2 separate regions of the Mus musculus genome follow, and region 1 is linked to region 2. The links are chromatin contacts, called in public Hi-C maps. All regions are on one chromosome and are shown on one strand. The core of a region is the stretch at or near the end of the contact, and the rest is flanking DNA. Distances in the headings are between cores, read along the strand shown. Region 1 holds the start of Cavin2 (caveolae associated 2). Region 2 has its middle 95 kb from the start of Cavin2.

Region 1 (5,465 bases), core at 1,290-3,789, 96 kb before region 2:
TGACCACAGCTTTTTCCAGTTCAGCTGCTTCCTGAAAAGCGATTGCATCTGCATTAAAAGCCTAAAAGTTGGTCAAGTAACATATAAAGGCAGGACTATTAGAATTACACCAGACTTCTCATGTATAAAAGCCAGAAGATCCTGGACAGATGTTATGCAAACCCCAAGAGAACACAAATGCCAGCCCAGGCTACTATACCCAACCAAACTCAATTAACATAGATGGAGAAACCAAAGTATTCCATGATAATACCAAATTCAGTTTCCACATGAATGTTGGCTTTCTATTGTTTATGTTGTTATTGAAGATCAGCCTTAGTCTGTGGTGGTCAGATAGGATGCATGGGATAATTTCATTATTTTTGTATCTGTGGAGGCCTGTTTTGTGACCAATTATATGGTCAATTTTGGAGGAGGTACCATGTGGGGCTGAGAAGAAGGTATATCCTTTTGTTTTAGGATAAAATGTTCTGTAGATATCAATTAAGTCCATTTGTTTCATAACTTCAAAAAAAAAAAAAAAAGCCTAAAAGTTTCCCAACTGCAGAAAGCCTGTGAGATACAGGAGCATCACTTGTTTGGACCTCCTAGCTCTCAAGTACAATTTGGGGAGGACACAAAGGCAGCAAGATTAATCTTTCCTTTTATGGCGATAGGCAGGCCAGAGCCCTAACTTGGCAGAGTAGATTCATTAGGAAAAAGAAGGCTCCTACGGTTTAAATTCCAGTTTCTAAATGTCTCTTGGGAGATGAAGGCTCTCCCTGTATGCTTTCACAATCTGTTGGTTATAACCTCTTCCCTCCATGGCTTTGAAAGTCTCTCCTATTCACAGGATCATAAGGAGACAGCCCTGAGGCAGAATGGCAGGGCTTCCTGGGGCCTGGGTTGGCTCAATGCCATCTACGGAAGGGCTTCCAGCATTAGGCAGGGCAGCCCTTAGATTTACAGATGCCCACCACTTGGCTGAATAACAGTTCCACGCAATCTTCCTGTCCCCAGATAGCCTTTGCTACATAAATTGCATCATTGATGCATTAAAAAAAATTAAGTGTCCTTTTCACGGTAAGGCAACTATTTGAAGGGGAAGATATTCAAAGTTGGTCTTTGTGGCAGCCACTGATAACGTTTCTTTTATTTCACTTTGTAGTTGCAGCTTGAGCAATGAGGGGACATAATTAACATGTCTGTAAGGAGCTATACTTTGCTTCCCACATTTATTGGCATCATTTTCTAGAGACAAACTAGAGATTGCTTTGACAAAAGATGACTTCAAGAACAAGACTAGTTCAACTTTCCATTCTGGTAATTTCCCAAACACCAGGGGCCCTTGGAAAAAGGATGGTTTAAAGGTTGTGTGTGTCTTGGTCAGAGCAAAAGAAAACAAATCCTTCACACAGTTACCTCACTTCCACTAAGAGTTAATAAACAGCCACTGGATTAATTTGCCCTGTCCAGCTAACAGCTGCAATCGCAGCCGCAAGTTCCTAATGAAAAGAGACAAATGAATTTGACTAGAGTGGGTGCCCGCACCTGCTCAGTTTCTCACCCTTAACCAAGTGCATCTAGGTGTTCACTGACAAATGTCCCCAGCTTGCCAGGCACACAGGCATTGCCTGAAGGATGGGGGAGATTCCAATCCTTATGGCCACATTTCACAGTTGCCTGCAGCAGGCAGCTAGAAGACAAAGCTTTGTGTGTGAGAGAGAAGCTTGACTGGCAGGGCAGATGGGAAGATGGCCTTGAAAGCTCGGAGGACTGAGCTCAAGTAGGTGGAGGGGTATGCTGGGGACACTGACCTGGAAGATGAGCACTTTGAAGTGGTTGCGTCGGAGGAGTTGGGCGTGGTTGTTCTCCAGTCTCTTCACCTGGACACACTGCCTCTCGAGGCGCTCCCGGACAGCCCGCGTGTGAGCGCTGACCTTGCGAGACTTCTCTAGCAGCTTGCTCACTGTGTTGCTGGTGGAGGCCTGGTACTTGGAGAGCTTGGTGAGGTCGTTCTGGATGCCCTTCACCGAGCCCTCCAGGTTGATCTGACGCTGTTCCATGTTGTGCTGGTTCTCCCTCACGGCGTCCAGCATGTTGACCAATTTATCCAGGAGTGTGTGCACGGTGACAGCATTCACCTGCGAGTTGTCTCGGATGGCCTCCTCTGTGGACCCCAGGTTCAGGCTGGGGCTCGGTGTGGAGGAAGGCATTGGGCTGGGGCTGGATGGCTTCTCCTGGAGCATGTCTGTGTTTGGATGCTGGAACTTTTCTGCCTGTGCAGCGTCCTCTCCCATGGCTGGGCAGCTAGAAACTTACTTCCCCGCTGGAAACTTCTTGCTCAAGCTAGAAGCACAGGAGGCTGGTTGGTCTGAAGTGAGCACTGCTCTCTAGGGCTAGCAGAGGTTTTGAATAACTGGCTAAGCTGATCAGGGGAACTGCATTCCAGTTGCTCTTAAAGGACCTGCTCCACCCAGTGGAAGGCAAAGGTTACAGGACCCACTCAGGGTTCAGTGACAAGCACACACTTCCTAGCCACACTCCGCACAAGCCCGAGTTCTTTTCTGCAGTGGCTTTTCTTTCCTACACCCCTTCCCTTAAAAAAAAAAAAAGTTCAATGCCATATTTCAATCATGAGTTCATTTAGAGGCGGAGAGAAACATGTTAACTTGGCAGAGCTCCCCAGCCTCTGATTGGCTAAATCTAGTAAACTTTTCTCTGGCTGCTATGTTACAGAGCGCCTGTTTTTTTTCCTGGATACAAGTTATTGTAACAGAAAGGAATTGTTTGCTCTTGCCCCAGAGCTGACTGATAGGTTGCAGAACACCGAGTGCCCTTTAGGGGAGGCGCCGAGTTGAAAGGGTCTGTGACGCCAGGGCCAGGTTCGTGCTATTAGTTTCTCATTTGCAAAGCACAGGAGATTATTCTGAAACTGACAAGGAACTCAGCTTGGTGTCCTGTCCTCTTGCAAGATGGCATGCAATCCAACTTGAAAGAGCTTAGACTCAGGGATGTCAAAGCAAGTGGTGTTGCATACTGTGAACTGTTCTGTAAGAGATGGAAATCTCTTAAATGAATGCTTTCTTAGAAGATGGAAGGCAGAGACCCTCTCCTCAAGTAGTCCCTTTGGAGAAAAAAAAGTGCTGGTTTGTTTCCAGTAATTCTGAATTCATGCAGAGCATTTCTCAGTCCCCATCTTTGCGAGGCATTTATTGACACAGGTCCAGAAGTGTGACTGCAAGCCAGGTTGAGTTGGAGTGGTTCTAACGCTTGACATTTCCAGGTTCTTGCTCAGTGAAGTGGCACACCTGTTCTCACATGTGGCCCTCCTTAGCCGGGCCCTTGGGATGTGGGACTCACTTCCTAAAATGACTTTACATGCTTGAATTGGTCTTAAATGTATCCAGATTGTGAAAGTGCTTTTGGCTGAAGGTTTGTGACAGGCATGCCATGAAGGATTTCAAGAACAAATGTCAGCTAGTACTGGGTCAGGAACTGATCGTGGGACATTGCCTTAACGGCAATACCTCTGTGTATGCCGAAGAAACAGTAGATCTTATGGTGGTATATTCATTGGTTGCCTTACACTTAGTCATATGTAACATTCACAGAGCATGTGCCAGGTCCCTCACTGAGTACCTGCTCATTAGGAAGATGCATTAAAGACATTATAGAGGCTCCCAGTTTCCTCAGATAATTGGTAGATAACACTTAAAGTGAGACCTTTAGGAACCAAGATTACAAAATGCCAAAAGAAGATTTGATTGCTTGTACCTTTTAAGAATTTTTTTAAAAAGTTTCTCAAACAAACAACTTATATTTTGTGTATTTTAGTTGGACACTGATGTGTTAAATATTAAAAGCAAAAACCATGAATCTGGTGTTGATTTTCAGAAGCTTAATTTTCTAACAAAATTATACGATATAATGATAGCACATCTTTTTTACATTTGACGTTTGTGGGCAAATCAGAGAGTGTCATTATTTCAAAAATATCGGAGGACTTTATCAGCTTTTCAAGGGCCTCTCCTCCATGGCGACATCCCAGTCATTGCCGATGAAGCTCTTATCCTGCTGTCACTCACAGAGATTTCTCCTCCCAAATGTTAACTATTACAGCTGCAGATTCTCATCTGTTATAGGAGCTGCCCATGGCTCAAGGGCTCCTCTGACATTACCTTCATCAATTTTTATGATTCCACATTGGAAAATTTGCAATTTCATATCATAATCACTTGACTCTGATTTTGTATTGATTCACATGAATCTTGCATTGCTTTGTTGGATACTGTACAATCAGATAGATCAGTTAGAAGGATGGTGGTGAGATACCAAAGCACAGAGGTTCCTTCTTAAATAAGAAGGTTCTTATGTGAATTATTTGTTTGGTTGAGTCTGGTTTCTCTCTGTAGCCCAGGTTGCTGTAAAACTCAAAGCAGTGCTCTTGACTTAGGCTTCTTAGACAGCATTATAGGTGTGAGCCATCATGCCTGTCTCTGAACTTATTTGTGTTTTAAGTTAATCTTGAGTAACACAAATGGTATTTCAACCAATGGTCTATGGGTTTGTAACAAGTCAGCCTAAGACTCAGTGGTTTATAGTAACAACCACATCACTCACTCATGATTCTTTGGTTGTCTTGGCAACACTCAACTGGAATAGTCATCTTTGCCCTGCCTGCTCTTTCAGCTACAGTTCAAGGTGAGGAATCCAAGATGACATGGCCTTATTTGTACCTGGTGCAACAGCTGAGCAGACCAGAACTCTCTTTTCAGCTATTTAGCGTCTAGAAACTGTCTGATGTCTCCAGTAGGGAAACTAGATTTCTTTATGTGGTGCTTTAAAGTGAGGGATTAAAAGTGAAAGCTATGGACAGTTTTAAGGGCAGGATCTGAAACTCCCAACTTGGCATATCCACAGTGTTCTGTGGCTATAAACCCAGCTCAGATTCAGAGATGAGAAACCGACTCTACCACTTTCCCATCCTCTGGCAAGTATGAGTGTCACAGGAGAGATTATTGTCACCATCTTTGGACAAGATCTACCATGGTGTAAATGCACTCTCCAAAAGGGCTGTTGCACATAAAACTGAAGACTGTGGTCATTGTGGGGATTATGAGAAGCTAACTAAAAGAAACTCTTTTTGTCCTAAAAAATTAATTACAGAATATAGTACCAACCATAAGGTAGAATTTGAGGTAACTCAGAGCATCCAAACTTTTCTTTTGTGTTGCCCCAAACCGAGTCCCATGTCTGTCTGAGAGAAATTGGTGTAGAGCAATCAGTTTTAGAAGAATTTAAACAACTTAAACCTTACATTTTGTGCAATTCATTACAAATTAGGGAGTGTATAGACTTACAATGCAATGAGAAATGAAGGGAGATCTTGAATGTTTCTGAACATGTGAGTGACATGATTAATAACAATTATTGCAGCCGGTAAATGTAGGATGGGGAGTTTATGGTTGACAACACGCATTGAA
Region 2 (5,328 bases), core at 2,343-4,842:
ATTGGAAAGGGTTGTGTCTGACACCGGCCACACTGCTTCCTGCGTGAGCTCTACTGCACTGTCCTTTTTTCTTTCTTTGGCCACTGGTGTTTCACAAGACCCCGTTTCTTCACACTGTCCATCATGGGTGCTGGAGGGATGGAATGAGAGACAAGGAAAGATCACAGTTTTGTAAGTGTGTCTTGGAGTTCAAGTGCCTTTCAGAAGCATTAGATCATTTTTAATCTGATGTCTCCTAATTAAACGGATTGGGAGATAAAATGCATCCAACAAGTGTCAGAATTATAGAAGTTAAAAAGCTCTGGGAGTAGGCAAAGCCGTTTGAGTTCCTAAACCTTCAGGAGACTGAATGTCCTTGAGTGCTCTCCTAGCAGGGAGTTCCAGGCCTCAGCTGGGGGCTTGCTGTCATGTTGTAATCACTATAATTTATAGCACACCAGCTTCATACCCTTTGCCCCATCAGGGAGCCACCTGGAAGCTAAGTCAGCCTGATGCAAGATCAGAATAAAGGAAAAGGAAAGGAAAAAGAATGCTAACTACTCTCCCCCTTAAAGACTCTGTAGAATCAGTGTGACCTTTAGGGCATCTTTTTTGAGGACTAACTTTCAAAATGAACACACCTTCAGTTTCTGTTGCTATGTGCTATTGGAGGGTGGTATCATATGTATAGAGCAATTTATCCAGCATCTTTGGTAGAAGTTCAAGAATGACTTCAGTTTCATTCATTCATTCATTCATTCACTCACTCATTCATTTATCAAACATTACCAACTGGGTTATAACAAGACAGACTTCTAGATCTTAGGAGGGTGGACACTTCTTGAAGTAATGTTAGAGACATGAAAAAAAAAGGTAAATATGAATGTGAACAAGATAAATTCTGGGATTCTCTCACTTTTGATGTCTAAAATTATCTTGTTCAACTCTTGCTCTTGGCACCTGTACTTTAGCTAGAAAGAGACATTGTATTGCTAAGATTATTCTGATGGGGGAATGGGCAGGAGGAGAGAGAGGAAAGGTAGAAACAAAAGAGCCAGGAGCAATGTATGTTAGACAGGATGGCTTCCACAGGAAACATGAAAACCGTCAGAGCAACTGCAGTAGCACTCAGATAAACCCTCACCTGCTCTACAGGTAGGTGAGAGATGTACTTGTCTTCCCAGGCAAGGATGACAACACGGTGTAAAAAAATCGATTTGGGGTTGACTTGGATTCTCATGTTAACATTGCCCTCTTCCAGTTCTGACACTGGGTAAGTTATTTGTAAATTTCTAGTTATATTATCATGAAACTGATATTGTTATAAGATATATTAGAGACTCACTACAAGAAATAAGTGAAAGAACATTCATAGAGTGACCCAAAAAATTCCCGTCTCTTAAAAAGATGAGCAGGAGTAAATGCTTGCTGTTCTCTAGTTTATCTCTATTCACAAATTGTAATTTTTTTGTGTGTATAATACATTACTGCAATCCATAAGCTGTGGTAACAGTTTCTTAAAATTCTCCACGATGACTAGTAAAACTAAGTCAGTGACTTGTCACATCCCTAAAATTACTTGTGTAGAGTGCTAATGGAGAACTACTTAGGTTGAGTTGGATTTTTCAAATGTCTTCAGTCAGTTGCTTTGATTGTTGACTGGGGTGAGAAAATCATGGCAGAATCCAGGCAGCACCACTTCATGGGTTGGGGCCTGAACTCTCTAAGAATGAAGAATGTTACCTGAGTATGCGCAGTCTAGCAACCAAGCAAGATACCCTTGCTTTTTGTTTGTTGCTGACTGTTGATGTGATATGACCGGCTGCTTGAGTTCTTGCCTTGATGCTCCTAAAATGCTGGGCCATAACATGGAATTATAATGTCCTCAGTTGCTGCTTGTCAGATATTTCTTCATAGTCACAGAAATGAAACCAGGACAGGACAGCTCATTGCATTACTCCCAAGCTCAGCGAAGGGTCCTGACTGTCACAGGGGAAGGGTTTTGATTTGTCTATTTACTCTCAAATCCAGCAGCGTTCCTTTGAGTCAGACCACTCTTTAAGTTTGAACTTTTAAGGCATTTGGTACTGTGAAGGAACAGCTCCATGAAGGATCAAAGAATGGAACATTCAAGGTCAATTCCAGCATTTTAAAGGAAGGGTGTCACAGTCCTGGGCAGAATAGGAAGCAGCTAGACCTAGGGAGGAAGCAAGGTAAGAGAATAGAAAGCCCTTGACTTGAAAGAAGCAAAGCAGACCAACAAGAATCAAACATTGTGTCTCTGCAGTTTGGCTAGAGCTCTGACAGAGAGATCTGCAAGGACGAATTGAAGGAAGTAAGACACAGATGAGTGGAAGGATTTTCTCCTAATCTCCAGTGGCTTCACATTATCTCTAGACGTTTGTTCAAAAGAAATCTTGTGAAACCTTCCCACAGAAGCCTTGGGGAACTCAGACCTGAACATGCCTCTGCACGTCATAGCTAGTTGCAGAATAAATGTCAAGAATTCTGAAGGGAAGTGATTTTGTTTCCTGGATCATGCTTCTTTACATCAAATGCAAATCAGAGTGAACGGTCGTCCATCAATGTCTTCTCACAGCAGTGTTTGACAGGTGGTCGACTATAGTCTTAACAGTAGAGCTGCAAAGGCGAAGCACCTGCCTCAGGTTAGGGATTCTCTGATTTCAATGCATTGACAGTAAGATCCCCTTTCTGATTTGGATCTGTAGTCTTTTTCTCAATGTTATCTGTTTGGAGTAGATCACGCTCTTCCCCCACTCTTCCTAGAAGCTCAGTGGATATCTTGTCTTTCTCTTTTCCCTTGAAAGGCTTTTCTTTAGTTACTCAGATCTCTGTGGACTGGGCGAGAACAGGGCTGAGCGAGTGGTAAAATGAAATTGCCATCTTTTTCGGTCAGCCGGCACAATGAGCATTTGAGCTCCTTGAAGTATTTTTGTGCAGTTTTCCCGAGGAGCATTTACTCGCTCCCACTGAACTGATAATGATGAAGCCTCGGTGTCTGTTGCCTTCAATCATTTTCTTATTCTGCCAGCTCAATGATTTTCTTCAACTCCACTCCTGCCAGCTGGTCTGGCTGGGGTGGAAGGGAGAAAAAACAAAAAAACAAAAAAACACCACCACAAAACAGAAAAGAAAACAAACAAACAAAAATCTCCTTTTGGTGAGGGCTATTGGAAACTTCACTTTTAGTTTTTTCTTAACATGCAATTGGAAGACTGTCTCAGAAAAAATATTATATTCATGTTCGTAGCAAAAAAAAAAAAGAAAAGAAAAGAAGACATAGGAAAAAAATGACAGAAAGAGATGAGAGAAGTGGAGGTGTCAGAACAGCGACAGAGGCCCTTTAAAGAAAGCATTTCTTCCTTGCTGCCCTAGTGAGCTCGGAGCTAATTTTTTTGTCTCTTTGAGATTCTTTACCCAGAGGCTTAAACTCAACCCTGAACAGAAAGCTTCTGAAATCTAGATCCTTCCTGGCTACAAAACAACGCAGCTTACATGATCACATTTCAGAAGTGAACCCCTGTCTTCTACAGAGTAAGACCAATGACTCAGTGTATACGTCATGCCAGAAGAAAGAATGATCACATCGGTCAAGATCCAGTGTCTGAAGAGGTCCTTTCAATAAGGGTTGGTCCACTGCATGTCATGGCAAGGCTAAAGGCCAAAGCGTGTCCTGATCTCTAAGTACAAGCCTTTCCCCCAATCTCTGTATCCCTGTAATTAAGCAGGAGAGTTAATTTATGTAAATCATGTATTACTGTAATTGGGCGCAAGTGCACATCTTATTTAGAAGTGAAATATAATGTTATTATGTGGATACTGGTGCATTAGAGTCTCAACTCTCTGGGGGGACGTCAGCAACATCGCTGGCTGTTTATAAGACTCACTCTTTGGACTGGGAGTTTGGTCTGGATTCATATGAAAGACTCCTATTCTCAAGGTCTAAGCCCCTGGAGGAGCACTAAGCTGGACTGTGCAATTGAAGGGCTGTACCAAAGGAAGGATGCTTCCCACAGTGAAGAAAAGAGCTTGGCACTGCCCTGGGAAGGATAAAGCCACCTGGCTCCAGGAGGGCTAAAGGAATACAACCAGGGGCTTTCCTTTCCATTTCTCTCTTAACCTCCACTTGTAGAAGACTCATTTTTCTCTTTCTAGTCATCCTTTCAAACCCAAACAGTACTTTCCAATGGCTGGCTCTGCTTGGCAGTCCTAACCCATATATCCCCAGGCAGACTGCAGATGGATTTGTCTTCTGGAAGCAAGGAGTAGTCTGTTTCCTTTTTTAGCTTGTCTTTTCTAATGCGACTCAGGATTGCTTTATGATCCTAGGATTTTGTTTTCCAAGTGCAGGCAGATTAGATACCATCCAGCAGTCTGCGTTTGTGATTGCTACCACTCCTGCACAGTCCCGGGAGGGAAGCTGGCCTCGGGTGCAGGGCCCTCACAGTTCCTCTATTCTCTATCTAGGCAGCTGATCTAGGGCTTTGGGACAAGGTTGCTTTGCAGAATATAAAGCATCTAATCTACATATCTCAAGGTCGAGATTTGTGAGGAAAAAAATATGCAGAAGATCGACTGTTTACTTTAAATACACTCTGTCCTCATCAGAAGCCCGGACATTTATTTTAGGAAGTTGTGTTGTGGCCTCATTCTTGCCCAGCTTGCCAAGACAGGTCTTCTGTCTGCAGCCTCAGGGTGCAGTGGCTTAGCCATTCCAGCCTCTGGGTGCCCCTTGTGCTCCTTGCATTCTGGCTGCCATTCCACACTTCAGAAACCCTGCTAAAACACTTCAGGTTCCTTTCTTCTGGAAAGAGAATATGAATAAACAGACTCTTAGGTCTCTTTTATAATGGTCCCTTCCCTGCTCACCAGCTGTTTGATAGGCTCATCTCTCAGCCTCCCATCACCCTTACTGCTCCACCCAGATCTTATCTGTCCTTTATGTTATCATTCCCTCCAGGATCTGCCATTGGCCTGGAGGATATGAATAAGTGAGATAGCTTCTAAGATCATGCTTTAGTTAGTAAGGAGGGAAGTGTGTTCCCTGTTGGCCAAAGTATTTTATCTTAATCTTTGTTCCTATAAACAGACTTCTTAAAATAACTTGAGGCATAACATTATAGTAGTAGAATAAAACATCTTTATTAGACCAGTTTGTTCAGTGGAGTTCAGTGTCTTTCTCTATTAGACAACTTCAATTGGTCAAGGAGTATCAGGCATTTGTATATTCCTTTATTTAAGTCATATATTTTTGTATATATGTTCATGTATGTGCATGTGTTCTTGTATGTGTGCACACACATGTGTGCCTGTGTGGGTGAGGCCCGA

The links. A called contact is a pair of places that touch in the nucleus more often than the background predicts.
Region 1: a Hi-C map of uterus shows a contact between it and region 2, with 2.9 times the contacts expected there. The contact joins the promoter of Cavin2 here to the enhancer-like site in region 2. A contact is called at or near these places in 5 of 39 promoter capture datasets (cranial neural crest and embryonic stem cells), 4 of 484 Hi-C or Micro-C datasets (the HL-1 cell line and uterus) and 1 of 9 other capture datasets (adipose tissue).

What each region holds. Positions count from the first base shown.
Region 1 is chr1:51,286,200-51,291,664 of GRCm38.p6, reverse strand. It overlaps Cavin2 (caveolae associated 2), which reads right to left and starts at 2,539. Exons shown (of 2, transcript NM_138741.1): 1 at 1,797-2,539. The coding sequence starts at 2,279. All of the region lies in intron 2 of 9330175M20Rik (RIKEN cDNA 9330175M20 gene), which reads left to right.
Region 2 is chr1:51,191,060-51,196,387 of GRCm38.p6, reverse strand. No RefSeq gene overlaps it. Among named protein-coding and RNA genes, the nearest start is that of Cavin2, 95 kb to the left of the region's middle. Within about 2 kb of position 3,592, at least 30 of the 459 cell types and tissues checked have an H3K27ac peak or open chromatin away from gene starts, as enhancers often do. A contact at or near this core is called in uterus, where this site is marked.